3 separate regions of the Mus musculus genome follow, and all the other regions are linked to region 3. The links are chromatin contacts, called in public promoter capture Hi-C maps. All regions are on one chromosome and are shown on one strand. The core of a region is the stretch at or near the end of the contact, and the rest is flanking DNA. Distances in the headings are between cores, read along the strand shown.

What was found. Capture Hi-C pulls out chosen DNA fragments and counts their contacts.
Region 1: a contact with region 3 is called in a promoter capture Hi-C map of liver. The contact joins two enhancer-like sites. A contact is called at or near these places in 3 of 484 Hi-C or Micro-C datasets (the HPC-7 cell line, bone marrow-derived macrophages and nephron progenitors), 2 of 115 datasets of contacts at active chromatin or transcription factors (bone marrow-derived macrophages and embryonic stem cells) and 3 of 9 other capture datasets (adipose tissue, liver and pancreatic islet).
Region 2: a promoter capture Hi-C map of liver shows a contact between it and region 3. The contact joins two enhancer-like sites. A contact is called at or near these places in 9 of 484 Hi-C or Micro-C datasets (the G1E-ER4 cell line, brown adipocytes, cerebellum and 3 more), 2 of 115 datasets of contacts at active chromatin or transcription factors (bone marrow-derived macrophages and large pre-B cells) and 3 of 9 other capture datasets (adipose tissue, embryonic stem cells and liver).

What each region holds. Positions count from the first base shown.
Region 1 is chr16:94,646,712-94,651,520 of GRCm38.p6, forward strand. All of the region lies in intron 2 of Dyrk1a (dual-specificity tyrosine-(Y)-phosphorylation regulated kinase 1a), which reads left to right. Among named protein-coding and RNA genes, the nearest start is that of Gm41504, 65 kb to the right of the region's middle. Within about 2 kb of position 3,375, at least 8 of the 459 cell types and tissues checked have an H3K27ac peak or open chromatin away from gene starts, as enhancers often do. A contact at or near this core is called in liver, where this site is marked.
Region 2 is chr16:94,690,606-94,695,531 of GRCm38.p6, forward strand. It overlaps Dyrk1a (dual-specificity tyrosine-(Y)-phosphorylation regulated kinase 1a), which reads left to right. Exons shown (of 12, transcript NM_007890.2): 12 at 976-4,914. The coding sequence ends at 1,596. Among named protein-coding and RNA genes, the nearest start is that of Gm41504, 21 kb to the right of the region's middle. Within about 2 kb of position 3,511, at least 11 of the 459 cell types and tissues checked have an H3K27ac peak or open chromatin away from gene starts, as enhancers often do. A contact at or near this core is called in liver, where this site is marked.
Region 3 is chr16:94,507,619-94,512,255 of GRCm38.p6, forward strand. It overlaps Vps26c (VPS26 endosomal protein sorting factor C), which reads right to left. Exons shown (of 8, transcript NM_007834.3): 2 at 4,612-4,637; 3 at 3,120-3,269. The region is part of intron 3 of Gm31323 (a long non-coding RNA gene); the gene reads left to right. Among named protein-coding and RNA genes, the nearest start is that of Vps26c, 17 kb to the right of the region's middle. Within about 2 kb of position 1,318, at least 11 of the 459 cell types and tissues checked have an H3K27ac peak or open chromatin away from gene starts, as enhancers often do. A contact at or near this core is called in liver, where this site is marked.

The DNA.
Region 1 (4,809 bases), core at 2,125-4,624, 140 kb after region 3:
GGAGTGCTTACTTATGGGCTTGCTTTGCCTGCTTTCTTACAGTACCCATGACTGCCAGCCTAGGGGTGGCTCTGCTCACGGTGAGCTGAGCCTCCTACTCAGTCATCAATCAAGAAAATGCCCACAGGCCAACCGAGTGGGGCCATTTTTTCAGTTGATCTTTCCTTTTCCAAAATGACACGGGCTTGTGTCAAGTTGACATTAGCTCTTCTCTGATTAGCTTTTATTTCATGCTTTCTTTCTTTCTTTCTTTCTTTCTTTCTTTCTTTCTTTCTTTCTTTCTTTCTTTCTTTCTTTCTTTCTTTCTAATGTAGTTCCTAAAACTCCTTCCCTAATACTATATTTAACCTTTGAGGAGTGGTTTCCAATTACTCAATTTATATATGATATAGTCCTGTCTCAGGGATACAACAGAAACTCAGCCCCTGAGCCAGAAATGAGTTTAAGGGCAAGTTACAAATCAGGCCACAGAGCAGATTGGAGCTCTGGAGACTGTGAAGAGGCTGTAAGTGCCTGACGTGGATTGGCTCTGCAGCGCCTCCTGTAAAGCCTTGTTTTCAGGGAGGAACAAATGGGAAGACGCAGGAACTAAAAGAGAGGTATAGTGAGAAGGGCATGCCCATGATGCCCTTGCAGAAGCTTCCGGAACCCACTTCCTTCCCTTTCTCTTCCTTTTCTTGCTGTGTTAGGCACAGCTGTGATCTGTCTGCCATGTGCTCCCACCGTGAAACACCACCACAGGTCCTAAGAACTGAGGCTAAAATGTTCAGAAACCTTTAAGACTGTCAATCAATAAAGAAACTCTTTTCAGGTTCAAAGTGTTAGGCAATAGAAAAGACTGGGTCAAGCCACGGGACAGGCAGCTTAGGATGCCACATCTGGCTCTGTCTCCGTACTCCTTGTAACTCTGGCTTTGGTAATGAACAAACGGTAAACAGTCTGGTGTTTCTGGTAAGAATTTAGAGGTTTGGATAGATATTCCTCTAACACGCACACACAGATAAAATACTTGAGTTGGTATGAGAAAATTCAGGACCATCTGTCACTCAATGAAGAAGTAAGTGCCCTGTGTGGCATGCTTAGCTGATAAATCCTGTTCCTCTATTGTAGGCATGGCTTTCCTTCCCTCCTTCCCACCTTTTGGCTCTACAAGAAGGGTGTCCAGATTCCAAATAGCCCCATATGATAGCATCTGTATGCGAGTGTTTTCTATAGGCCAAGTATGCTGGGCTATAAGATGGGGACTGCTCTAGTCTGCATTTGCCGTTGACCTTTTTATATACGTTTGCAAGGTTCTCTACATCACAGCTTTCCCTTTACAGTGATGTCAGCACATCTACTCATTCAGGGACTGTCCCTAAGAGTGGGTATGACAGTCCTTGCATAGGAATCTATGTGAGCAGAGAAGTTGTGCAATGTTTTTGGTGTGCAGTGTTTATATCACTAGCCTAGGGAAGTGTAGGATTCCCCCAAGGAGTGCCCTATTCAGCCCAAGTCTGCACATCATGGGCAGGGAGCCACAGTTGCTCTTTCTTTCACTCATTAGCTCATTGTCACCTTTAAGGCCTTGCTCTTTTGTAGTTCCAAAATGCAGAGACAAATAACTGTTATCATCCTTCCTTCAAGGGTTCTGATTCTATTTCAAGAGCATAATGATGACTTTAGTACGCTTGCTCTGGGAGCTGAGAACAGTGTCCTAAGGGAAGGATGGTACTGAGTTATTTAGTAAGGTTCTAGGAGAAGTTTTCTTAGGATAACATCTAATTCGGGTCTCAATTTTTTTTTTTTTTAAAGACAGGGTTTCTCTGTGTAGCCCTGGCTGTCCTGGAGCTCACTCTGTAGATCAGGCTGGCCTTGAACTCAGACATCCGCCTGCCTCCACCTCCCAGGTGCTGGGATTAAAGGCTTGCACCACCACTCCCTGGCTCAAATTTTGAGTTCAAAATTTTTGGAGTAGAAAAGGGAGCAGGCTGCATATTCAAGACGTGTCCTGCCAGACGCTGTTGCAGAGCAGCAAGAAGGTCAGTGTGGTTGAGACAGAAGTGCTGGGAGATAGAACAGAGAGGAATGGTGGGAAGTGGGGTGGGAGAGGCGTGAGCACTTAGCCTGCAGGCTCTGGGGGCTCCAGGTGGTGAGATTTTGAGACTTCTGAGAACATCAATTTTGATAGCAATCCTGAGAAGCAACTGGGGGCATGGAGCCTGGGTAGAAGCAGTTTGGACCCCACTGTTCCAGATAAGGTTTTGACAGAGATGATAGAAGTAAGCTGGATGAGGAATGAGAGAGAGAGAGAGAGAGAGAGAGAGAGAGAGAGAGAGAGAGAGAGAGAGAGAGAAGAGAGACTGTGTGTGTGTGTGTGTGTGTGTGTGTGTGTGTGTGTGTGTGTTGGGTAGAAGGAAAAGACTGAAAAAGACCCCTCACTTGGATGGTGGATGGAGGCCATTTATAGAACTGGGTCAAACTTGGCTTTCCTGCTTGCTTTTGAGTCCCTGAAGACTCAGTTAAATATAGTATGCCATGCCTTGCAGCTCAGGCTGGAGTTTGCTTTGGAAGCTCTGCTGTAGCCCCAGACAGCCCCTACCAATGCACTGAGTTGTACTAAAGGAAGACCTGTTTGTCTTTAGTGTAGATTGTGGAGAAGACAAGAGAAGGGAAATGCTAGCACTCGTTCTCGCTACTGTACCTGTCTGGTTTCTTGTGAACAGCCAGCCCTTGGGATCTGATAACTTTGATTTGCACACCTCCCACTCACACAGAGGGACATGCAGACTTTCTGGAGGCCCAGGCTTTGCTCACCACCTTCACAGTTATACCACTAATGATAGACCTTTGCCTACAACAACAGTGTCCACGTAGCAAGCAATCGCATTTTAAAATTAATAATAAATTAAAATTAATTTTAATAATAATTATATAGTTTACCCAGTATATTTAAAATATATTATTTTAATATCTAATCAACTTTAAGATGTTAAGGAGTAATGAAGTTAAAGAAGTTAATGAAGTTTTACATTTATAACTTATCTTGGTCTGAATAGCCACACAGACTGTGAGCTATTGGGCAGTGCTGAGTGTCTGGCTCAGGGCTTAGTGAATGAACTGTTCAGTAGAGTTTGCTACAAAGATTCCATGTCATTCCGGGATGTTTGCTTTCATTGTGAAGCAGTTGAATGTTTTGCTGTACTTAAGTAGTAGTTATATGTTCCTGGGAGCTCCCAGGATCCAGTACTGACTGCGAGAGGAAGTCCTGGGGGGTTGTGCAGGAACGACACAGGGTCTGCAGTTGCTGCCTTCCTTCTGATGAGGACATACATGCTTCAGTTACATTGTAAGAGAATCCACAGTCCAGGCTGTTGGCATAAACACATTGTTTTTGTTGTCATTGGGTTTTGTTGTTGATTTTTCAAGACAGGGTTTCTCTGTGTAATCCACCCTGGCTGTCCTTGAACTCACTCTGTAAACCTAGGCTGGCCTCCAACTCAGATCCACCTGCCTCTGCTGTTCAGCCAACAAATCGTAACTACTCCTTGAGAACATTTTATATATGTACAGTATTTAAATAGTTGAGGATTTAATTTTTGAAGGTTTTAAAATTGAGTAAGGGGCAGAATTCTTAGTGGTTAGAGTAGCTGCAAAGCCCTGGGTACAAATCCCAGAGCTCCTCCTGAAAGGCAAGACTGTTCACGAGAAAAACTACCTTTTAACCTGGGAAGTAGAAAAGTTGGGTTTGGTGTGTGCCAGAATTTTTATATTAGTTATCATTCAGCTGGAAAGAAAGATTTTATGTATTAAAGATTAATTTACTGAATCTGAATTTTAGAATTTACTATATTTGATACTATATAACATGCATTTGAATAAAAGTGAGATAATCTTTCAAAAATTATCCCTTAGTCTTTGCACACTTCAGTAATTATGTCTTGTGTGGTTCCTCATATACTTGATATAAATTGCTGTGAATCAGTTTGACTAACAATTTCTCTTTAAGAATAACACAGGCCCACAATATCCCAATATCCTCTTCCTCCTCCTCTTCTTCCTCTTCCTCTCCCTCCTTCCTCCTCTTTCCCTTTCAAGATCTGGGATTAGAGGAGCATGCTGCCAAGCCTACTCATGATCACTTATTTGATCATAAGCTTCCAGTGGATCAAATGGATTTGTAGAAAAGTGATACAAAGACTTCACAAATCTTTGAGATTAGTGAGTTCATATTTCCAGGTGCTACTGTAAATGAAACTCAAGACCAATATTGGAAGCTTTGTTGTAATAAGTGGGAATTGTGAGGGCCATAGAGTTAATTGAAAACATCGGGTTTGTTTGTTTGTTTGTCTGTCTGTCTGTTTTGTAGCTGGCAACTGAATTCAGGCCCTCTGCAACACCAGTGCATGTCCTAGCTTCTGAGTCCTCTGACTGTCTCCCTTATTGTGGTACTGAAATCTTCTTGGTGTTTTGTTTTAACAGTTTTAACTGTCTTAGACTAGAAAATGTGGAAACTGCTATGCATATCAGAAAGTGGTCTTTGAATTTCGGGTCAGGATACATCTTGGGAAACACCATTACGTAGTGGAGTTGTTTTCTGACTTGTGCTAATCACCATTGTTTTCTAGGTAGTCTGGGCTCAGAGGTGTGTCCTGTTGATGCACTCAGGCTGTCAAGTGGACTTGATCGACTTTCATGCATCTCCCCTTTTCTGCACTACTAGCCTTACACTTATTTGCAGTCTCACGCTTCGGTTGTTGAATTAAAACACAAATTCTCTCTGTTTTCTTACCAAACCCTTTAAGCTCATCGTTTCTGTTATTTTAGTCA
Region 2 (4,926 bases), core at 2,261-4,760, 190 kb after region 3:
AGATCGTCTGCCAGTTTTGTTTTCCCTACTGGATTTTCAGGAGTTTCAATTCCATACAATTTTTATTGAATATGTACTTTAACCATTTGTGCTAGACTCTAGTGGTAGAGACAGCCTTTGCCTTTCCAGAGCTCACAGTGACACAGCAAGCACACTAGGCTTGGGGTGCCCCTCTGAGGTAGGTATTGCCTGCATTGGGTTGGTAAAGTTCTGTGCTAGACCCCAGCACAGTCGGCCCAGCAGTCCAGAGTCATGTGACTGAGAAGGACTTTTGTTAGATTGAAGCATATTGAGTGAAGTAAACTAAACGCACACTATCTGAATGAGGCACCTGAGAGAATTCGGGAGTTTTCCCTCCCCATGAGTGCAACAGTGAAGTAGGTGTTGAGGTTATTGGTCATTTGTGCCCGGACTCCTAGCAGCTTGTGACGTAGCAGCAGACAGGCTTAGTGAGACCTAGACAGGTTTATTCCATTTCCATCCACAGTCTTGCTGGTGGCCAAGAGAATATCAAGTGGGGAGAGGGAAGGGCAGTGAGGGTGGCACAGCATCAGCCTTTGCCACAGGCGCTTAGGACTGTGTCAGGAACTGCACTGATCTTTAAAAAGATGTCCAAGCAAAGATTAGAAACAGAGGAAAGAGTGAGTGCAGATGCCTAGAAGTGTCTGTCCAGGTGAAGGGGTGGGAGGAAGACCTGGGCTTATTGGAGCTTACATAAGTAAAGAAATGTTGGAGAAATAGCTGTGGAAGGTTGGGCGATGGTGTCAGGATTTAGGAATACTTTATGTGCACTAGGATACACTGAAGGATTCTGGATGGGAAGCACTCTGCTTTGGAAGGATATACTGCTCCTCTCAGTGGGTTGAAGAAGGGAATATACCTACCCATGAGTGAGTGAGCGAGCACTGGTGTACATGTCAGGCATGGCTTAAGCTTGGAGACAGTGCTGATAACCCTTTCACAATGCCCCCACAGGTGCGCCAGCAGTTTCCGGCTCCTCTGGGATGGTCAGGCACTGAAGCTCCTACACAAGTCACTGTTGAAACTCATCCTGTTCAAGAGACAACCTTTCATGTAGCCCCCCAGCAGAACGCATTGCATCATCACCATGGAAACAGTTCCCATCACCACCACCACCACCATCACCACCACCACCACCATGGACAGCAAGCCTTGGGTAACCGGACCAGGCCAAGGGTCTACAATTCTCCAACAAATAGCTCCTCTACCCAGGATTCTATGGAGGTTGGCCACAGTCACCACTCCATGACATCCCTGTCTTCCTCAACAACTTCTTCCTCGACATCTTCCTCCTCTACTGGTAATCAAGGCAATCAGGCCTATCAGAACCGCCCAGTGGCTGCTAACACCTTGGACTTTGGACAGAATGGAGCTATGGACGTTAATTTGACCGTCTACTCCAATCCCCGCCAAGAGACTGGCATAGCTGGACATCCAACATACCAATTTTCTGCTAATACAGGTCCTGCACATTACATGACTGAAGGACATCTGGCGATGAGACAAGGGGCTGATAGAGAAGAGTCTCCCATGACAGGAGTTTGTGTGCAACAGAGTCCTGTAGCTAGCTCGTGACTACATTGAAACTTGAGTTTGTTTCTTGTGTGTTTTTATAGAAGTGGTGTTTTTTTCCCAAAAAACAAAAGTGCAAAGCTGCTTGAATCAGAAGGAGATTAACACACTGAACCGCTACAAGAGGGCAAAGCTGACTTTTTTTTTTAACTTGAAAAGATTGCAAAGGGACAATGAAGTTTTTAAGAGCCATGTCCACCCATCTTCACGGAGAGCTCAGAGTGTCCTCTTTCTGCCTCCCCCATTTAACTTCCATCTCCTGGTCACAGTGGGTTTTGTCTTTCTATCCAACAAGAGTTAATGTTCAGCTGTTGGTCTTGGTCATTTGCCAACTAATTTTAAAATAAAAAGGCACTGCACATAATTTGCATAAAGGGCCCCATAAGGGTGTTTTGTTTTGTTTTCATTTTTATTTTTTCCCTTTTTCCCTTGTTTTGTTTTGTTTCATTTTGGGCTGGGGGTGGGGTGGGAAATTTGGGTTTTTTATGTCCTCTACACACTTGGGCACGGAAATGCAGTACTGTAAGGAAGAGGGACCTCTAGCACACACAAACATCATCTTCAGCTGTGTGAAAGGGACGATTGTGTTGACATTTGTAAGGCACATTAAGCATGCTAAGTGGCGGGGATCAGGACTCTCCTATCTGAGCCTACTGAGGAGCAAAGCAGCCATTGCATGGGATCCTGTGGGTCTCCTGCTGGAGAGGCCACAGGAGGATAGGATGGAACGTGACTGGTCGGTCTCCTTACCAAGGCGCACTGAGAAGCAATCAGCGGGTCGGTTGTGGCCAGTCCTGGGGAGGTCTGAGTGGTGGTCCTTGGGATAACCTTTGGCCTTACGGATTTGGACTCGGAGTTAGAAGAGCCCACCATTTCAGATGCAATCACTTGTGGACATGCGTTTGCAGACAGTCCTTAATGCTGAAAACACAGAGAATGGGTAATTCAAGAGGCCTTTCTTTTAAAATAGACTTTTGTGACCCACTAATTGTAAGGTATTGCAAGGTCACTTTGCGTGTGTCATAAAGCTGACTCCCTTCTTGGTTGAAGGCCACAGAGGTAGTGGTTTGCTTTGATGGAAATAGCTACAGCTGTGTCCCTTCCTGCTTTTCCCTTTTCTTTGGCTTTTTCTCGGCACGTGGTGTCTCCACCATTTCTTCTGCACAAAGACGTCTTCTGTTCACCCTGAACATTTTAAAATGCAGAATTTTATGTGACTGCTTTTTTGCCTCACAATTATGCTGTGAATTTTACAAAAATTTATTTTCTTTTTTGATAATTTATTGTACCAAAGCTGTTTTTATAGCACATAGATGTCTGTAACCAATAATGTCGCAGGCCTGCACTTTGACACAGGTGTAACGAGACCGTTTTAAACGTCAGTTGAAATGATGGCTGTACTATTGCTTAAACAAAACTGGAACTGTTGTTGAATCCATAGCCAATACATTTACAGCAATCTTGTACTGGACAGAATAGATTGACATCTAATTCAAGATTACAACACCTGTCACATTCTAAATGTGTTCAGGCTTCTGAAGGGAAAGGGACACTGGATCCAGAAGCTATGGAGCCAGCAGTTGATCTTGTATTCCTGATTAACTTCCTTGTAAACTTGAACTTGAGACCTTGATTGAACCGACAGGTCCACAGTAGGAACAGGAAGCAGGCAGAGCTCTGAGCATGACCTGAAGGAAGCAGGCTGGCACTAGCAGTTGCCTTGTCTGGAGATGCTGCTGCCTTCAAGTAGCACAGTCTGGCAGTGGCTAAATCTGTGTTCCCATTGAAATTGAGCAATTTTAGGGTGTTATACTCTGAAGCAGTTGAATTGGGAGAATGAAGATAGAGTAATTTCCCTGTCCAGGATCAAAAGAAGCCTAGAAAGAAGCAGTGATCTACCTCTGCCAATAACCCTGTTGGAAGCAACGCAGCAGAACACCACGGTACTTTTTATTGCTTAATTCCACGTGGCTGACTAGGTCAAGGTTTGTTTGGTGTTTTTTTTTTTTTTTTTTGTTTCTGAGCAAAAGCAGGTTTTTTTTTGTTTTTTATATGTAAACAAAAGAAAGGCCTAAGCTCTGTGAGTGCAAGTGGAGACTCAGAGAGCCCCGTTTCTATAAACACAGACACTTCAGGTGTTAATCAGGAAACCCATATTGATTTTGTAATTAAATGTCAAGCCTGTGGATTGTTTTGAGCTTGGTAGTTGATGAGCATTTCCGTACAGAGGCCTCACCTTGAGCACAGCACTGTCAGGAGGGCGCAGCGCCTGTGGCTGCGGAGCCCCAGGTGCCACACACCCACCCCACGTGGCTCAGGTCATTCTTTTTTTCTTTCTGTGCTGGTTGCCACATTTTAGCAAGCACCAAAAAAGAAAGCAGTTTTTAAAGCTATATTTACGTAAAGAGAGCCACACAATCCAGTGCTTCTGCATACCGTGTCACGTTACAGTCCAGTTTTGTGTGCTTTACTACACAGTTTGGTTACAGGACTTCTGTGCATTGTAAACATAAACAGCATGGAGAGGTTAAATACCTGTGTTCAGATTGTAAGATCTAGTCCAGACTTGCTGTGTATATTGTAACGTTAAATGAAAAAAGACCCCCCTTTGTATTATAGTCATGCGGTCTTATGTATGATAAACAGTTGAATAATTTGTCCTCAGAGTCTTTACTATGCTTTTTTAAAAATTAACTTAAGGAAAAATGTAAACAGTAAAAAAACAATCTTCGTGTGCAGTGAAGCGGGTCCGGGTGTGGTAGGTAAAGCAGGCACAATCCTGTCGCCTATGTAAAGGGAAAAGACTTGTGAGACAGAGACATTGGCTGCAAGTGTCTTTGAAAGTAAAAATTGGAGGTTTAACAGATAATTTGGTTTTTAAAATGGATTCTTTACCTGAGTGATTATCATGTTGATTTGTGCTCCCCTGTGGTACTGTCTCTGTGTTGAGAGCACGTGGGGGCCTGTCCTGTGGGGATGAAGGACAGAACTGAGTGCCATCTCCCTGAGTCTGCTCTGTCCCTTTCCTGTGCAGAGCCCGGAATCCTGCCGTGCGGAGGCAGTTTCTAACCCACAGCCCTCTCTTTTCAGTGCTAGCCTGCACAGGGTCTGTTGAGTGGCCTTCAGAAGGTAAGAAACTTAGGTAGAAAAGAAACAAATGTGATTCTGGACACTGTGCTCATAGTCAGAGCTTGTGTACCAGAGCAGAACTGCCTTTTGTCATGGGCTACAGGACTCTGCTTTAGTTAGGTAACAAGCATATTTTGTGATATTGGACAACATACCCAAGAGTTACTTATACCTAATAAATAGTAGAACTACTTTTTTTTTTTT
Region 3 (4,637 bases), core at 68-2,567:
GTCTGTGTGGATATGTGTATATGAAGGAAACTCACAGAGGCCAGAGGAATGGAGCAAGAGTTATAGGTAGTTGTGAGTTGCTCACTATGAGTACTAGCAGCTGAACTCTGGCCTCTGCAAGAGCAGTAAGTGCTTTTAACCACTGAATCATCTCTGCAAAACACACACACACACACACACACACACACACACACACACACACAGTATTTTTAACGGTAGAAAGGGTGAAGAGAATTTTTAAAAATTAACTTTGAATATGCAATATTAGCAGATATGGTGATACTGATATTCATCTGTGCTATAGTATAAAATCTTGCCAGTTTGGCTACAAGAGCAGAACTCAGTAAGAAATAACAAGCAAGCTAAGCTTTTGCAAGTCAGAAATTTAATGCAGGTTACATTTTAAATTCCTTATTTTGTCTCATGATTTTTTACACTATGCTATTACAATATTACCTCAATTATAAAAGAAAAAGTTCATTGTGTCTATATAATTTGAGAATGTATTAGGGTTTAACAACAAAGCTTCTATTCTGAGTAATGCACCGATATTCATTCATGTGCTCTTCAGAGAAGGCATGGCCAGAAATGGGTACCATAAACGACACCTTGGGAATCCCTATGCTGAGATGAGACATGGGATCACAGAAAATCATGGATGACATTTGCTTACTGACAAGCATGGAGACTAGGAAAAGACCTGTCAAACAAAGGGGGCAAGGATGGATAAAATAGAGCAAAAAGCCATAATCCTAGTTTTTATTACGTATATTTGCACAAGAGAAAATAAAACATTTGCATATGAGCTAGAAATTATTTGAGGATTTATGTTAATTTTGATAAAGACGGTTATCTATGGTGCTGTATGATAGAACTCTGGGTTTGTGGGAATGGACACTAAAGAAGTAAGACAAGTAAGTGCACACAGGCTCTGCAGCTAACTTTGAAATGACTCAGAAAGTAAACACAGACGACAAAGAACGGCAAGGCTGGGGATGTAGCTCAGTGACAGAGCCCATGTCTCACATGTGTCCAGCTGGGTTTCCACCCCAGCTCTGCAAGGGAAGAGACTAACCAATGGTGAATGGTGATGAGCCCACATAAACCTGAGGCTCAGCGAAGAGGAAACTGCATCTTTACAAAATGCTGAGCTGTCTGGGCCTGCATACAGACCCATGCTGTGGCTGAGGTCAACCCTGAAGTGGTAAAATCTGATGACCAAGGAAAAGGTTGGGCGAGGGGATCATTAACCCCTCTAGAGAATTAGCCACGCACTAATACTTTCGTGACTAGGAGTTCCAGCACATACACAGTCTACGCAATCACGGCACACACTCTGCATCTGTACTCTTAGCAGCATCTGGAAAAGGATGAGACTTTGAACTTAACTGGAAATCAATAAAATGAATCAGTTTCATCATTTCAGTGACAATAAACAAAAGAGACTATGACCAGGAAATCTATCTTATCCCAATAAGCTTGCTGTGTGTGTGCGTGCGTGCGTGTGTGTGTGTGTGTGTGTGTGTGTGTGTGTGTGTGTGTGTGTAGGATAGCATAATGTGTAGTGTGTGTGTGTGTGTGTGTGTGTGTGTGTGTGTGTGTGTGTGTGTAGGATAGCATAATGTGTACCATAGTGCACATGTAGAAGTCAGAGGAAAACGTAGGGAGTAAGTTCTTCCTTCCATGCAAGTTGTAGAGACAGAACTCAGGCCTAGCATGAAGCATCCATTCCATTACACACACACACACACACACACACACACACACACACAGGGCCACAGAAACCTGAAGATGCCCCCCAGAGCTAGAGTTCCAGGTAGCTGTGAGCAGCCCCATGTGGATGCCAGGAACCAAACTTGGGTCTCTTCAAGAGCTGCACGGAGTCTTCACTGTTGAGCGCTCTCTAACGAAACTTTTGTAATATTTTTTTTTCATGTGTTTAGCTTTTGTATGTTGCTGCCTGAAGCAGGTATGTGAGAAAACCCTGAAAACATGTCTTCATGGAAAGCAGGCTGTGCCACAGAGTATGCACTCCATGTTCTTCACCTTGACAGGTTTCTAACAGTTCGTGAAATTTATGTAAGAATAAACCTTTAGCCGGGTGAGGTGATGCACGCCTTTAATCCCAGCACTTGGGAGGCAGAGGCAGGCAGATTTCTGAGTTCAAGGACAGCCTGGTCTACAAAGTGAGTTCCAGGACAGCCAGGGCTACACAGAGAAACCCTGTCTCGAAAACCAAAAAAAAAAAAAAAAAGAAAAGAAAAAAGAATAAACCTTTATTAACCCTCCCAAATGGTTTGAAACTTTTTAAAAAATGTGCTAGATTTTAAGCAAATGATTGGTATTTACTAAGTGAAATGTGATCAACTAAAACTTAATTCACAAATCAAGCAACTTTCCAATCTCCTGACTTTCTGTGCATCCTAAGACTGCAGGATTTTCTCAGTTAGCAAGGAAGCTGTCCCGCTGCAAACTACACAACAGTACCTTTCTCTTCATTGAATGAGGGACGGGGCCTCTTCCTCTGGCTGAGTCATGACTGGGCTCTGCTCCTGAGACAATAGCAACTGTGAAAGCCACCCCTCACCAGCAAAGGTAGACAGGAAATCATAAATCCACTTCCCCTCATTTACAAGGTTTGCTCAATGAAGAATACAGCCTATGTTGAATGGGCAGCCTTTGGGTATTTATTCCACAAAGAGATACTCATAAGAATAAAACAGACTAGTTAGTGCTGATGCCAGAAAGAGGCTGAAGCACATCTGGGACCCTGGTGGTGTCACTGTGGCCTGAGAAAAATGCGGTAGCACAAAGGACCCCTAAGGAAGAAATTATAGCCACAGTGCATAGTCAACACAAGGGTCACAGGGGCTCAGAGCGTGACTTTATGTCACAGCTTGTGTGAGGCCCACGGTTTAATCTCTAGCTCTGCAAAACCAGTAACAGTCATACACAAAATGCAGTTAGGACAAAATGAGAAAACGATACAGCACACACAGGAGCAGTCTTGGAATCAATCCATTATTAGACTTGAGTTCAGTTATTTCAGTGAGAAAAAATAATCAAGCTGGTTTTCAGCAGAAAACAAAAGCGGCAAGTAAGTGGAGTTAGGCACTCACCTGAATGTTGACAAACACGCCGTGGTAAGTCTCATACAGGACCTTGCTGCCTTTCACAAGCAGTGGGAACTCAAAGGGGACCTCAGTCTTGCCACTGGGAATCTTTCCTGGCTTCAGCACGTCTATGGTGCTGTTGATAATCTGGATCGGCTGTCAACACAAAGCAGCTTCAGCTATCAGCACACACTGTGCCTGTCTCTCTCTGCAGTCCTACTAGCAGCAGGCACATGAAATCTCCCGCTCTCCTGTGTCTTGGTAGCACAGTACTGATGCTAAACAAAAACATCAAGCTGCTGCTGCTGTTCTTTAAGTCTGCACAGTAATGGTTCATTTCCTTACATCCTTTTTTTTTTACTAGTCAGAGGACAACTTGTGGGAGTCAGTCTGCTCCTTGAACTGTATAGGTCCCATCTCAGTGGTTCAATAATGGTCCTGTCACATATCAGGGACTGAGGCGCTGTACACAGTAGGAACTGAACCCATGTATGCCTGCTTCCTGCTCAAATACCTCACTAGACTGTCCTAACAGCCCTATATTCACCATAAGTAAGCAGACCTACCACTGAAGCTGCCTGGCCACCTTGGCCAACATCGGGCCCGGGGCTACTCCTTACCTGGCATCTCTAACATCACTGCCCCAGCTCCCACAGCCCTCAGCCAGGGCCTCAGCACCGCAGCTCTGTGGGCAGAGCAGGTCTGTCTCTCCTCAAGCTCCAGGTGCCCACAGAGACTCCTCAGTGGGCTCCATAGAGAAAGAAATAGGACTAGCACTCAGGCAGTCCAAGTTTTATGTTCTCTGTTTCACTTTATTTTGAGATACAGCCTCCCTGCATAGTCCAGACTGGCCTCCAAGTCCTGATTCTCGTGCCCTCTGCCTCAGCCTCCAGAGAACTGGGACTACAGCATGCACCACCACATCCAGATGCTCTCATGCTTTTATATCTTTGATTTAACCTCACCCCAACGAAGTGCCTATGGATTAAAATTAGAAAGATGCAGAAACATGGGACACTAATAAACCTAAACAAACTCATGTTCTCTTCCTCACAGCCTTCCTCAGACAGCTTGTATGGCCTTCAGGGAAAAGATTTGGGGAACTTTTCTAAATTTGGGGAACTTTCTAAAATATAAACTCTACCCAAAATAATAAAACCATAATAAAAGAGCTCCTTGCTCCAAGTGTGTCTTACCTCTGTCAAGTTCAACAGGAGCAGTGTACAAAGCGAGCAGACAAGTCTGATAAAGCAAGGCAAGGCCCACGAGCCACAAGCATTCCTCAGAGAAGCTCGGATGACTCAAGTCAACACAAGTTTCTTCTAATCCCAAGCACCAGCCAGGGATATTACACATACAAATACCTACTAGCAGGACACAGAAGCAACACAAACGCATGCTCTGTAAGAGCTGGGAGTGTGAAGACCATGAAAGTAGAGACAGCTAACAAGTCACAGGGCAAGCGCAAAGCTCCACAGAGAGCTATGCTAGCTCTTACCTTCACAGAGTTGTAAAAGGCTTCGA